4 separate regions of the Mus musculus genome follow, and regions 2, 3 and 4 are each linked to region 1. The links are chromatin contacts, called in public promoter capture Hi-C maps. All regions are on one chromosome and are shown on one strand. Each heading gives the region's core, a stretch centred on a gene start, on an enhancer-like site or on the middle of the called end of the contact. The rest is flanking DNA. Distances are from core to core; before and after follow the strand shown. Region 1 holds the start of Tead3 (TEA domain family member 3). Region 2 holds the start of Metrn (meteorin, glial cell differentiation regulator). Region 3 holds the start of Mettl26 (methyltransferase like 26). Region 4 holds the start of Rab40c (Rab40C, member RAS oncogene family).

What was found. Promoter capture Hi-C pulls out the DNA fragments that hold promoters and counts their contacts.
Region 2: a promoter capture Hi-C map of cranial neural crest shows a contact between it and region 1. The contact joins the promoter of Metrn here to the promoter of Tead3 in region 1. A contact is called at or near these places in 2 of 39 promoter capture datasets (cranial neural crest and liver).
Region 3: a contact with region 1 is called in a promoter capture Hi-C map of liver, with 2.5 times the contacts expected there. The contact joins the promoter of Mettl26 here to the promoter of Tead3 in region 1. A contact is called at or near these places in 1 of 39 promoter capture datasets (liver) and 1 of 9 other capture datasets (liver).
Region 4: a promoter capture Hi-C map of liver shows a contact between it and region 1, with 2.3 times the contacts expected there. The contact joins the promoter of Rab40c here to the promoter of Tead3 in region 1.

Annotation. Positions count from the first base shown.
Region 1 is chr17:28,349,415-28,352,275 of GRCm38.p6, reverse strand. Tead3 (TEA domain family member 3) reads left to right here and starts at 1,471. Exons shown (of 13, transcript NM_011566.4): 1 at 1,471-1,667. It overlaps Tulp1 (tubby like protein 1), which reads left to right. Exons shown (of 15, transcript NM_021478.2): 15 at 274-761. The coding sequence ends at 407.
Region 2 is chr17:25,795,547-25,798,407 of GRCm38.p6, reverse strand. It overlaps Metrn (meteorin, glial cell differentiation regulator), which reads left to right and starts at 1,363. Exons shown (of 4, transcript NM_133719.2): 1 at 1,363-1,543; 2 at 1,767-2,167. The coding sequence starts at 1,446.
Region 3 is chr17:25,874,156-25,877,016 of GRCm38.p6, reverse strand. It overlaps Mettl26 (methyltransferase like 26), which reads right to left and starts at 1,517. Exons shown (of 6, transcript NM_026686.2): 1 at 1,291-1,517; 2 at 895-1,057; 3 at 738-797; 4 at 455-522; 5 at 278-356; 6 at 1-67. The coding sequence starts at 1,487. The coding sequence ends at 20. It overlaps n-TGccc7 (a tRNA gene), which reads right to left and starts at 1,929; the gene lies at 1,859-1,929.
Region 4 is chr17:25,918,193-25,921,053 of GRCm38.p6, reverse strand. It overlaps Rab40c (Rab40C, member RAS oncogene family), which reads left to right and starts at 1,340. Exons shown (of 7, transcript NM_139154.2): 1 at 1,340-1,402; 2 at 1,505-1,689. The coding sequence starts at 1,548.

The DNA of each region.
Region 1 (2,861 bases), core at 222-2,721:
ACAGGTTTACTGTAGCCCCAGGTGGTGGATGATAAGGCAGGGCCCCTGCCCTGCGGACTCCGTGTGACAGACCCCGCAGGGCCCCTGCCCTGCGGACTCCGTGTGACAGACCCTGTAGCGGCTGGGTTGGGCTGATTGGATGACCCAGAACGGGGAAGGTGGCCTGAAGCTGCATGGGGGCTATGACTCCACATCAAGGAGCAAGACCTCGTTTTGTTGAGGGGTTGCCTGTCGAGATGGGGTCCAAGGTCACCCCACGGTCTGTCTTCACAGCTGACTATATAGTGCTGCAGTTCGGCCGCGTGGCTGAGGACGCCTTCACCCTAGACTACCGGTACCCGCTGTGTGCTCTGCAGGCCTTCGCCATCGCCCTCTCCAGCTTCGACGGGAAGCTGGCCTGCGAGTGACCCCCCACAGCTCCTCAGCGCTGGGAAAGCATTCGGTTGGGGGTGGCAAGGTCCCTCCCCCACAGCTCCCATGGAAGGGCTCACCCCTCTCCGTGACCTCCGGGCATTTCCCCCCTCCACTCCCCCAGCCTGGCACCGGCTGAGGCAGAGGGGATGGAGATGAACATCTGGTCGCCCAAAAGTACTTGCCTCGCCCCCTCCTCCCCAGTCACTTCCTGTCAGAGAGCCGGAGTCAGATGTTCGAGGCCCCTCCGACCCCGCGCTGGGGGGTTTGTAGGGGGTGGGGAGGGGACGATGGTGAAGCAGAGCCAGGGACCCACATCCCCAATAAAGTCACGTCCGAGGCTGAACGCATCGGTAGTTTCTGGATTCATGTGTGTAAACTCAGGTGCCTGCGTTGGCCCCGCGCTCCCGCGTCCCCTTCTGTTCTATGGAACCTCGTCAAGCGCACAGGGTCCGGGCCCCCGACTCTCCGCCAGTAGGGAGGAGAGGGAGGGCCCTAGAGGTAGAGGAAGAGGGAGAAAGGGAGAAATTCGAGAAACAAGCCACTCGGGGAGAACCAGACAAACCGGGTCCGGGCAGGGCGGAGCCAAGTCTGAGGCCCCGGAGTGGGGGGCGGGCTCTGGGCGGGAGGGGAGCTGCAGAGGCCTGGGCTGCCCGGGACCCGAGTAGAAGGGTGGGGAGCCCGAGACCCCGTGCGCGCTCGGGTCATTTGGATGCGGAGGACGCGGCTCCCCAGGACCCTAAACACCTCCAAGGAGTTCAGCCTAGGGGGCAGAGCTCTCCTCTTGGCTCCGCCCCAGACCTGATCCCTCTAGATTCAGCGGAGTACCCACAAGGGGGTTGTGTAGGGGAGGTGGGAACTCTGAGACGACGAGCGAGGAATGGGGTGCGCGGGAGTGTGAATCCACAGCTACGGGCGTTCTTGGGACTGGGTGGTTAGAGAGACAGCAGGCCCCGGCCCGCCTTAGATCACTCCCCCCAAATAGCACCGCCCACCCGTGGGCCCGCCCGCCGTTGGCCCCGCCTACCGGTCCCGCCCCTCCCGCCCGCAGCCCCCACCCCCCGCCCGGCTCCCTCAACACAAACTTTCCGTCCCGCTCGCTCCCTCCTCCGCGCCCAGCACCTCCCGCTCCGGCCGGGCTCATTCCGTACATTCCGGCCATCCCCCTGCCCACGACCCCCCTTCCCGGCCCCCCTCACTACTCCCTCGGGCCCGGCGGAGCGGCCCGGCGGAGCGCCCCCCGGAGCTCGGAGCAGGTAAGCCCGGGGAATGCAACTCGGAGGCCTCGCGCGCAGAGGTGACTGCTCTGCTCGGGTGGCTTCTGGATGGCGGGGACCCGGGACACTCTAGGGGTTCTGAGCTATTGTCCAGCCCGCGCCGGAGCCCAGGACCTGGGTGCCGGGAACTTTGGAGGGAAGGGGGGAGACGCTCTCCGGGAAGCCCCGCCCACCCACCCCACCCCCCCGCGACCCGGAGGCTGGGAAGCCCGGAGTGTCCCGGGTGCCCGGGCCTGGCCCCGCCGTGTGCCGGGGTGTGCGCCCAGAGCCGCGGGCTTGGAAGGCCTGCGCCGGGACTCGTATCCGGGGCGCCCTTTGGACTCCCGAGAGCCCGCGAGCCCCGGGCTCCACGCAGGCCTTAGCCAGGGCGCGCCGGTGTGCGCGCTGCTCGCGGCTGCGCTGGGACCCGGCCCGGGTGTCTGGAAGCCACAGTGTGAGCCCGGAGCGTGTGCGCACCCAAAGGCGTGGGGGGACGCCTGTCCCCTACAGTTCTGCCGCCCGCCTCGGGGCGAGTCCCAGCTCCTTGCTCCAGGAGCCTCGCTCGGGACGCGGCTGGATTTGGGGCCTTCCCCGCACTTCTCCGGAGAACTTGTTAAGGCAATTGTGGGCGACAGGGCTTCCCTTCCCACTCGGGTCCTCTCCATTGTCTGTCACGTCTTTATTCCTGCCTGGGAAGGGAGGCTGGAGCGCTGATGTGGGTCTGTTTTCTAGCCCCAGCAGGCCTTCGGGGCAGTGTCACTTTAGCCCCTACTCTACCCGCCCCCCCCCCCCCCCCCAACAGGGGCCCTGATTGAGGGCTTAGTTTTTTAAAGAGCAAGAGGGAACGAACGAAGCCTAGGGCCGGGCTTCTCAGGGCCTGTGTCCCTCTCTCTGTATCTCGAGCTCTCTCCAGGTAGGGGCAGAACCAAGTCAGGCCTGGACTTGTAGCCTAGCCCGGAGGATGGCGGTGGGGGCTGGACACAGCTTTGAGGGACTGGTGTCCATGGTGGCTCCGTGTATTTGAACTCTCGTAGCCTGGATCTGTACACACAGGGTTTTGCCTCAGTGCTGGGGTCTGGGACACCCCTACACTCACAACCAGCTGCGGGCTGCTGCCAGGAGGGAAAGCAGCTATTAGTTGAAGGTGTAAGGACTATGCCTCTGCCCTTCCTAGTCCCCAGACCTCCTTCTCCT
Region 2 (2,861 bases), core at 114-2,613, 2.6 Mb after region 1:
TGCCAGTGGGATCACTGGATCTCATCTGTCTCTGAGCGCAGGTCCAGGCCAACCGGAAGGGTTTCACTCGGAACCTGGAGGATCCAGAAACAGAGCCCTGGGGGTGGGAGAGAGAGAGAGAGAGAGAGAGAGAGAGAGAGAGAGAGATCCTTGGGGACCTGCCAAGGTTCTTCTTCTATTTTCCATCTCCTCCACCCTCCCTTCGGTCAGATCCAAAGGACAAGCTGCTCCAAGGAAGCTCTTCCCCATTGGGGGGTTTCACAGTGGCTCTATTTTATTTTAAGAGGTTCTCGGGGGGGGGGGGATAGGGGATTTTCAGAGGGGAAACCAGGAAAGGGGATAACATTTGAAATGTAAATAAAGAAAATATCTAATAAAAATATTTTTTTAAAAATGAACAACAAACAAAACAAAACAAAAAAAAGAGGTTCTCATGTAGCCCACACTGTCCTTGAATTCACTATGGAGCCAAGGATGCCCTTGAACATCTGAGCTGCTTCCTTTACTTCCTGCCCGCTGGGATTACAGGCAAGACCCACTACACTCTCAGTTTAACATTATTTTAAAGATCAAAGCCAGGGGTGTATGCCTGTGTGGTAGGTGCTCTATAACCTAGCTACATCCTCAGGCTGCCTGGGATATCTTTCTGATTCCCTTTCGGTTGATCTTGACTGTAGGAATGGCCTGTACTTTGGCACCGGCAGACTACCAGGCTTTGTCAGTCAGGTGGGTCCCTAGGCAGGTCCTCTAGAACGCCTCATTTTTTTCTTAGTATCCATTTAACATTGGAGGAGTGTGTAGTTAGGTCTGAGAATGTATGGTGGCAGAAGGAGATCCACACTACCCACGCTACTCCTTCCAGACCTAGCCAGTATTCTTTCTTTTCCCCAAACCGAAGGTTTGGCCTAGCTCCATGCTCCAGGCCCTCTGTACCCTCCCTTATGAGATGCAGTAACACAGGGGTTTTAATCTCTTTTCCTTAAGTACCAGCAGCAGGATACCAGTGTTCAGATTTTGGCTGCAGACTCTACTACTTCTCTTACAAAGTCCCACTGCCCCGAGGTCCACTGAAGGTAAGGGGTGGACAGCCTTCCAGATTCCAGTCGACAGCGAACCCCACCAACCCACCAAACGTTCCTATTGGGGATCTCCAAATGGGGAAACAGGAGCGCTTTCTACATCAACCCTGCCTTGGACCGAGCTCCCGCCTTGAGCCCGCCCCACCCCCTCGAGGGTGCTGCAATTGGAGGAAAGTTCTGCGGCTTGTGGCGATTGGTCCGAGAGCAAAGGCCCCGCCCCCTAGCCCCGGAGCTCAGAGGGGGCAGCGGCGAGGGGTCGCCGGTTGTGGGGACGCGCCGGGCCGGGCAGCCGCGCCGCGGGCTGCTCGCGCTGCGGCCCCGACCCTCCCGGGGCAGCAGTCCGAGGCCCCGGCGCGTCCCCTAACCATGCTGGTAGCCACGCTTCTTTGCGCGCTCTGTTGCGGCCTCCTGGCCGCGTCCGCTCACGCTGGCTACTCGGAAGACCGCTGCAGCTGGAGGGGCAGGTACCAGGAGGGACTGCGGGGAGGGTTGTGGGTTTATTTATTTATTTATTTTATTTTATTTACTTCTTGGGTTGGAGGGTTCCCTCCCACTTGGAACTGAGGAAACGCAGACTTCAATGTCCTGTTACACAGAGTAGAAGCAGATGTTGGTAGCCGCGGGAAAAGGGATGAGCGGGCTAGGGAACGAGGGTCACCCACCTGAGAACCACCGTCCTGTCCCCAGCGGTTTGACCCAGGAGCCTGGCAGCGTGGGGCAGCTGACCCTGGACTGTACTGAGGGCGCTATCGAGTGGCTGTACCCAGCTGGGGCGCTGCGCCTGACCCTGGGCGGCCCCGATCCGGGCACACGGCCCAGCATCGTCTGTCTGCGCCCAGAGCGGCCCTTCGCTGGTGCCCAGGTCTTCGCTGAACGTATGACCGGCAATCTAGAGTTGCTACTGGCCGAGGGCCCGGACCTGGCTGGGGGCCGCTGCATGCGCTGGGGTCCCCGCGAGCGCCGAGCCCTTTTCCTGCAGGCCACACCACACCGCGACATCAGCCGCAGAGTTGCTGCCTTCCGTTTTGAACTGCACGAGGACCAACGTGCAGAAATGTCTCCCCAGGCTCAAGGTCTTGGTGTGGATGGTGAGTGATTATGAGACTGGCTGGGTGTCAGAAATTGGCCCTCCACACTGACCTGATGGGACTGGGCCTTGCCACCCCATTGCATGGAGAGTCCTTCTGTAGCTTGACAGAGGCCACTCCGGTGGAGAGCATAGTGGCTTCCAGGTCGTAAGGAGGTGAGTTGGAAGTGCCCCCGCCTTTCTCTCCTCCTCCTCTTAAAAGATTCGGTTTAGGAAAAGAGCAGGAGGGGGCAAATGCCCGAGAGGCCAGCCCTGGGTCTCTGGTTTCTGAAGGATTGGGGGAAGGGTTAAGCTGAGGCAGAATCAAAGCCTATGGCCAAGGCTGTCCAGGGCTCCCTGGCCTGGTGGTGACCTCCTTCCCCTCCCCCCAAGCCCAGCCAACAAAAGTCCAGTGTGCCTCTTCGTCACCATGGAGACTGCCTGCCCTGCCTCCCTGCAGGGCACCAGGCCCAGTGCTTTGCTCTTCTGGAACTTGTAGCCTGACCCTGCAGGGAATGAATGGCTCTCTGACTGTTCTGCCCTAGCTAGAGACCCCCCCGAACTGGAGTCCACTAGAATATCCCTAGCTAGAGCTGGGAGGTCACAGAACGTTTCCCAGTGTTAGTCTGAGTTTATGAGATGGTACCAAGCCTGTGTATGAGGCACTGAGGTGCCCATCAGTAGGCATGTACCTGCAGGGTGTCTTCAGGCTATAG
Region 3 (2,861 bases), core at 268-2,767, 2.5 Mb after region 1:
ACAACTTTTGACAGAGATGCTATTCTTTCCGAAAAATCAGGCACTTGTTGTTGGCTGGCATGTCCACCTGGAAAAACGCTTTGCTGGAGTGACTTGGTTTTTTTTTTGTTGTTGTTGTTTTTGGTTTTTTCGAGACAGGGTTTCTCTGTGTAGCCTTGGCTGTCCTGGAACTCACTCTGCCTCCCAAGTGCTGGGATTACAGGCGTGCGCCACCATGCCAGGCTGGAGTGACTCTTAATCACAGGGAGGCTCCCCACCCCCACATCGCCCTGCCTACCATCCTCTCCAGGACCAAGCCACTGGCCTGGCCTAGTTCCTCCAGAAGGACTGTGTCACGAAGCCCCCACTCTGGGTTCCTGCAGTTGGGGAGGAAGGTAGAAGGCATTTGCAGAGTTGAGGTTATGATCCCGCCTACCCTCTCTCTGAGCCAAGCTACCTCCTAGCCAGATCTGACCTGCATCTGAGGGTCAGGTCAAAGTCCACGTTGCTCTGGGGAGAGATCTTCCCATTGACGGCATAGGGCTGTGAGAACAAGACACAATACATAGGCCCAAAGTCAGTCGTTCCCACACAGCTAGTTTGCAGGATAGGATGGAGTTCTTTCCATAGGAGTATAGAAAGAATAACTTTTTTCTGCACTCAAGAAGGAAAAGGGCTAGCTAGGTCCCGGGCCCTGGGCTTCAAGAGTGGGGAAACACCCAAGGCTGATAGGGGTGTCTTAAGGTAGGGTCACTCACCCCGTAGGTGATCAGCACAGCCTTGGTTTTGAGCAGGTGTCCTGCTGCTCTAAAGAGCCCCTGCAGAGGAAGGCAAGTAGGGCACAGTAAGCCGGGAGCTGGAGACTCATGCTTTCCTCTTTGCAACGTGAAAGCTGGGCTCCACAGTGGTCCCCACCTCTGTGCAGTTCAGGGGGCTGATGTGGATCATATTGATGCAGAGCAACAGGTCCAGCGATCGGGGTGGGATGCCGCCCCATTGCTCCCACTCCCAGGTCACGTCCAGGTACAGCGGAGCCTTCACATTGGACAACCCTTGGGCTCGGGTGGTGGCGGCAATGCTGTGGAGAGCAGCAGCGCATGGGCAAGGGCTGACGAGGCCCCTCAGTGATCGGGGTGTGGGGGGAAAGTCCTGAGGAGCAGCAAGCGGGTATCTTTGTCGACCCTACAGCCCATTGCTTCTACTACCTCAGTCTGGCACCCAAACCTAGGCCTGTCCTGATTTCCGGTCTGCCAGCCCCGCCGTTCACTCAGCCCCAAGCGGCCGCAAGGGAAAGACACCGCGCCGCCGCACCTGTCCAGGCAGCGTTGGTCCACGTCCGACGGCTGCCACTCGGCATTCGGGAAGGCCTGTGCAAAGTGTGCCGCGTGCTGTCCAGAGCCCGAGGCCACCTCGAGCACGCGAACACAGCGCTGGGCAGGATCCACATACTGGCGGAGTACGGACAGGATGGGCTCCTTGTTTCTCTCAGCAGCCGCAGCCATCATCATCGCAGCGGTGCGGCCAGCCCCAGCCAGAATGCGCGCGGGGCACCACGGGAGCTGTGGTCCAGCTCCTGCGCGGGGCACTACGGGAGTTGTGGTCGAAAGGGCCAGCCGCTTGCAACAGTATAACTGTTAGGAGGCCTCTCAACTCCTAAAAGGGTTTGCATCTGCGGGAAACTGATTCCGGCGGCCGGGATTTAGCGGTGACTTCGGACAAGGAACAAGGCTCGAGTAGAGGCTATGGTTTCCTGGAGTCTTTCAGCTGTATTTGTTTAAAAGCTCATTTGTTGCGTTTGCGCCTCACCTTTTTTGGAATGGTGTTTAAGATTGCAAGGCATCCTTCCTTTTCAGAGATGAACGGGAAAATAAAAAGAACATGCGCCGCCCGGGAATCGAACCCGGGTCGCAAGAATGGGAATCTTGCATGATACCACTACACCAGCGGCGCTGTTGAGCGAGACTGCAGTCCGTAGGGCATACGAATTGTGACGCAAGCATGTTAATGTAACAGCATTATGCCTGTGTCTTTTCTGTTGCGCTCCGTTTCTCTATTGGCAAGCGTTTGCAGAACAACATATCCCACCAGATCCCAAAGTGTTGTTGCTGTCGTCCAAGGGAAAGGAGAAAATGTGGGTACCGTGAGATTTATAGACAGGATTTGGTTCTGCGCCATGGAAACCATAGCGGTCGCGATCTCTTGGAAGCCTGAGGTCGCGCTCAGGTCCTGAGGTTCAACAAGCCAAGCCTTGTGGGCATGGGCGGTAACAGAATGGAGCTTGGGGAACCCAGATGCAGGAATCCTCGGGTCTGGGACACTTTGGGCTCAGATGAGCTTTGTGTGACGCTGAGACGGCTGGCATTAGCTCGAGGTCCACGGATAGATAGCAGGAGGCGGTCAGTGACTATTGAAATGAAATTCGAAGCGACAAGTGCACGGACAAGGGTACTTCTCTGATTCTCACCTTTGTGTGGTTTGAAGTGGTTCATTTCTCACAGGGGCTGGATTTTAGAAAATGTCCGAGACGTTCACGCTTGATTGCCAACAGTTAGTTCAAAGGTTGCGTGGGCTACTCTGCCCCATACTACATCATGGAGCTCAGGGTTAAACATGGCTCCTGCTTGGGGCTGTGTTTGAGGTGTCTATTCAGCCGGAGTGACCAGGGGTGTGAGTGTAGTCAAACTGTTAAACTATGTGAGTGACATGGCCCAAGGATGAGATATAGGGTGGCCACTCTAGAAATGCCTCTGAAAAGTTATCAGTCCAGACTCGGGGAAAGTCCTGAAGTCCAACCCCTCACCCACTCTGAGCAGCCCCTGACAGATGGTTATGGATGTCTGACATTGGTAGTGACCTTGACTGGACCTGAGTCAGACTCTCCC
Region 4 (2,861 bases), core at 91-2,590, 2.4 Mb after region 1:
ACAGTGCAAGAGCGTTGGTCCCAATCTATGTTTACGGTTTTTTTTGTTTTTTGTTTGGTTTGGTTTGGTTTTGGGTTTTTGAGACAGGGTTTCTCTGTATAGCCCTGGCTGTCCTGGAACTCACCCTGTAGACCAGGCTGGCTTCGAACTCAGAAATTCGCCTGCCTCTGCCTTCCGAGTGCTGGAATTAAAGGCGAGCGCCACCACGCCCGGCTTATGTTTTACGTTTTAAATTTTTTGCTATTTATGTGACTTGTGAATGCACTCTTAACCAAGAACGCTGTCCGTGGCCCTCCAGCCTTGGAGCTGGCCGACCGAGTGTGCACATGCAATGCGTTGCCCATCCTGGAGTTCACCGGGCCAACGCTGCTCAGTCGCTGGTCCAAGCCCTCAGGATCCGCTTTGGGAAGGATGTCCCCCACAAGAGACAGCTCAGAGGTGGACTTCAGCCGCCATCCTTGTGCCAAAACACTCAGTAGCGGCCCCGCCCACTCCGCAGCCAGGAGGAAGTCCCACCCCTTGGAACAGCCCACAAGGGAGAGAGGCTTGCCCCTCCAGGGCGAACACTAAGTGGCTGTCCCCGCCCTGCCCTCAGGGAAGGCGAGCCCCACAGTGTACGACGAACTTTGTTACTTCCCTTCTGGGTCTCTGTGAGAGCGGCCGGCCAACGCAGCTTGATAGATAACCTGCCCCCTTCCAACACCCTCCTCCCGGGACTCAGCTGAAGCAGGAGTTATCTCTACCCTTCCGCTTGTCCACGAGGGGGGAAGGGTAGACTTGTGTAATGTTTGACTCTTGATTGGCCCGAATTAGGAAAGGGGTGGGCCTAGGAGGTTATGATCGATGTTAGATGGCACAAATGCCTTAGCAGTAGTAGCCAATGGTGATGACGAGGGGGCGGGAGGCCAGGATGTTGCAGGTCGGTGCCCGGCTACTATGGCTCTGAGGCATCCTGCAGGAAGCAGTAGGGGTTGGGATGGACATGCAAGAGCAACCAATGATTTCGGAAAATCAGTGGGAAGTAGCCAATGGTCACAGCGAGGAGGCGGGGAAAAACGCCAGCCTCAGCAACACTGTGTACGAAATAGCGGGGACGGGACTTCAGTGATAGACAAGCATGTAGACCAACAGAAGTGAGAAAGAGGGTGGCAGCGGGCCAGTAGCAGTGGCGAGTGGGCAGGGCGGGGCGACCGTGGGCTGGGCGGCACCTTGTGTGGGGCGACGTGGGGGCGGGGCGACCGTGACGGCCAGGCTGCCAGGCCAATGGCCCGGAGAGGGCCGGCGGAGGGTGGCCAATGGCGGCGGCGCATCCGGGGGCGGGGCTGCGGGGCTGCGCGGTGCCGTGCGGGAAGCGGCGGGTGGCGGCGGCGGCAGCGGCGGCGGCGGCGGCTAGGAGGCTGAGGTGAAGCTGGCGGCAGCGGGGCGGGTGCACTGGGGGCGGTGGCCAGCGGGCGGGAGCATCAGCGTCCTGACCGCACGGCCGCTCACCAGCCTTCGCCCGCAGGTCTGGCGGCGGTGCCGTGGGCCGCGGTGCGGCGGGCGGGAGGATGGGCACCCAGGGCAGTCCAGTGAAGAGCTACGATTACCTGCTCAAGTTCCTGCTGGTGGGCGACAGCGACGTGGGCAAAGGCGAGATCCTGGAGAGCCTTCAGGACGGCGCAGCTGAATCCCCGTACGCCTACAGCAACGGTAGGCCGGGGTTGGCTGTGGGCGCGCGAGGTGGGAGCGGCCTGTCGCGGGAGCGGGCGGCCTCTGCGCGTGTCGCTGCGGTATCCTCTGGCCCTGCCTTGAGGAGCCGTCGGCAAGCGGGCGCGGGTCCTGGTGGCTACTAAGAAGTCACAGCAGCAGGTCTTTGGAGTCCATTAGGGCCTGGAATGGGCCGCGCGGCAGATACCGCACGACGGGCCCGGTGCTCACCGCACTGCCGCCGGAGGGGTTTGCTCAGAGACACCGCACCCTGTGCAGGGAGAAAATAGGTCTGCTGCGATGTGATTTTTGTTAACTTCCGGGTGCATGGCAAAAAATACACAAGGTAGATTGCATCACTGGCACTTGCCTGAGCTTGCCTCTTAATTTAGATATTTAAGGTAAAATCGTAGCTAACAGTGGGTGGGATTGGATCACAGGGGCTGCTGACTCCGGAGGAATTAATGTGCAGTGGGCCTGTCATCTTATATCACTGGACTAATTCTACCTTCCTGGTCGCTTCCCGAGTCCCTTTTACTCTGCTTTTTTACTTCATTCTCTGGGGTCTTGTTAGCCCTGTCTTACTGCTCTGAGTACTGGCGGTCTGGTAAATAACAGCTGAGTGTGTAGGTAAGACATCTACCACTCTTAGCAGTTAGGACTTGTCAAGGGTGATGACTGCCAGGACATCAGTGGAGGACCCTTCCTTTTGAACAGTAGCGCTGGATCTTCTCTGTAAGTCCTCCCCAAGCACCTCTCAGCTTCAGTTCACAGCAGGCATCTTCAGCGCAGGAAAGGAAGAGTCATGGTTTTACTTTGCAGGGTATGTGAAAAGACCTCTGCACAGCCAGGCAGCCTTGACTGGTATTTAACTGGGCGTCCCAGGGTGACAGCCCTGCTCAGAAAGGCTTTGGGGGGTTACCTTTCCAATGGGGGAGTGTGGGAAGGGCTGGGCTTGGCTTCAGAAATGCTTAGTGTTAACTTGTGCTTTGGAGAGACTGCTTGTCCCTGCTCCACTCTTCCTTTCCCCATCAGCTTCAACCACATATCCACACAGCCTCCTGCTGGATCCTCTTTCCTCCTCTCCTCTGTCAACGGAGTCTTGCCAGATTTCCTATGACGTGCTACCCGAAGTGGGGCCACTAGCACATAAAGAGTACAGAGGTGTGAGACTT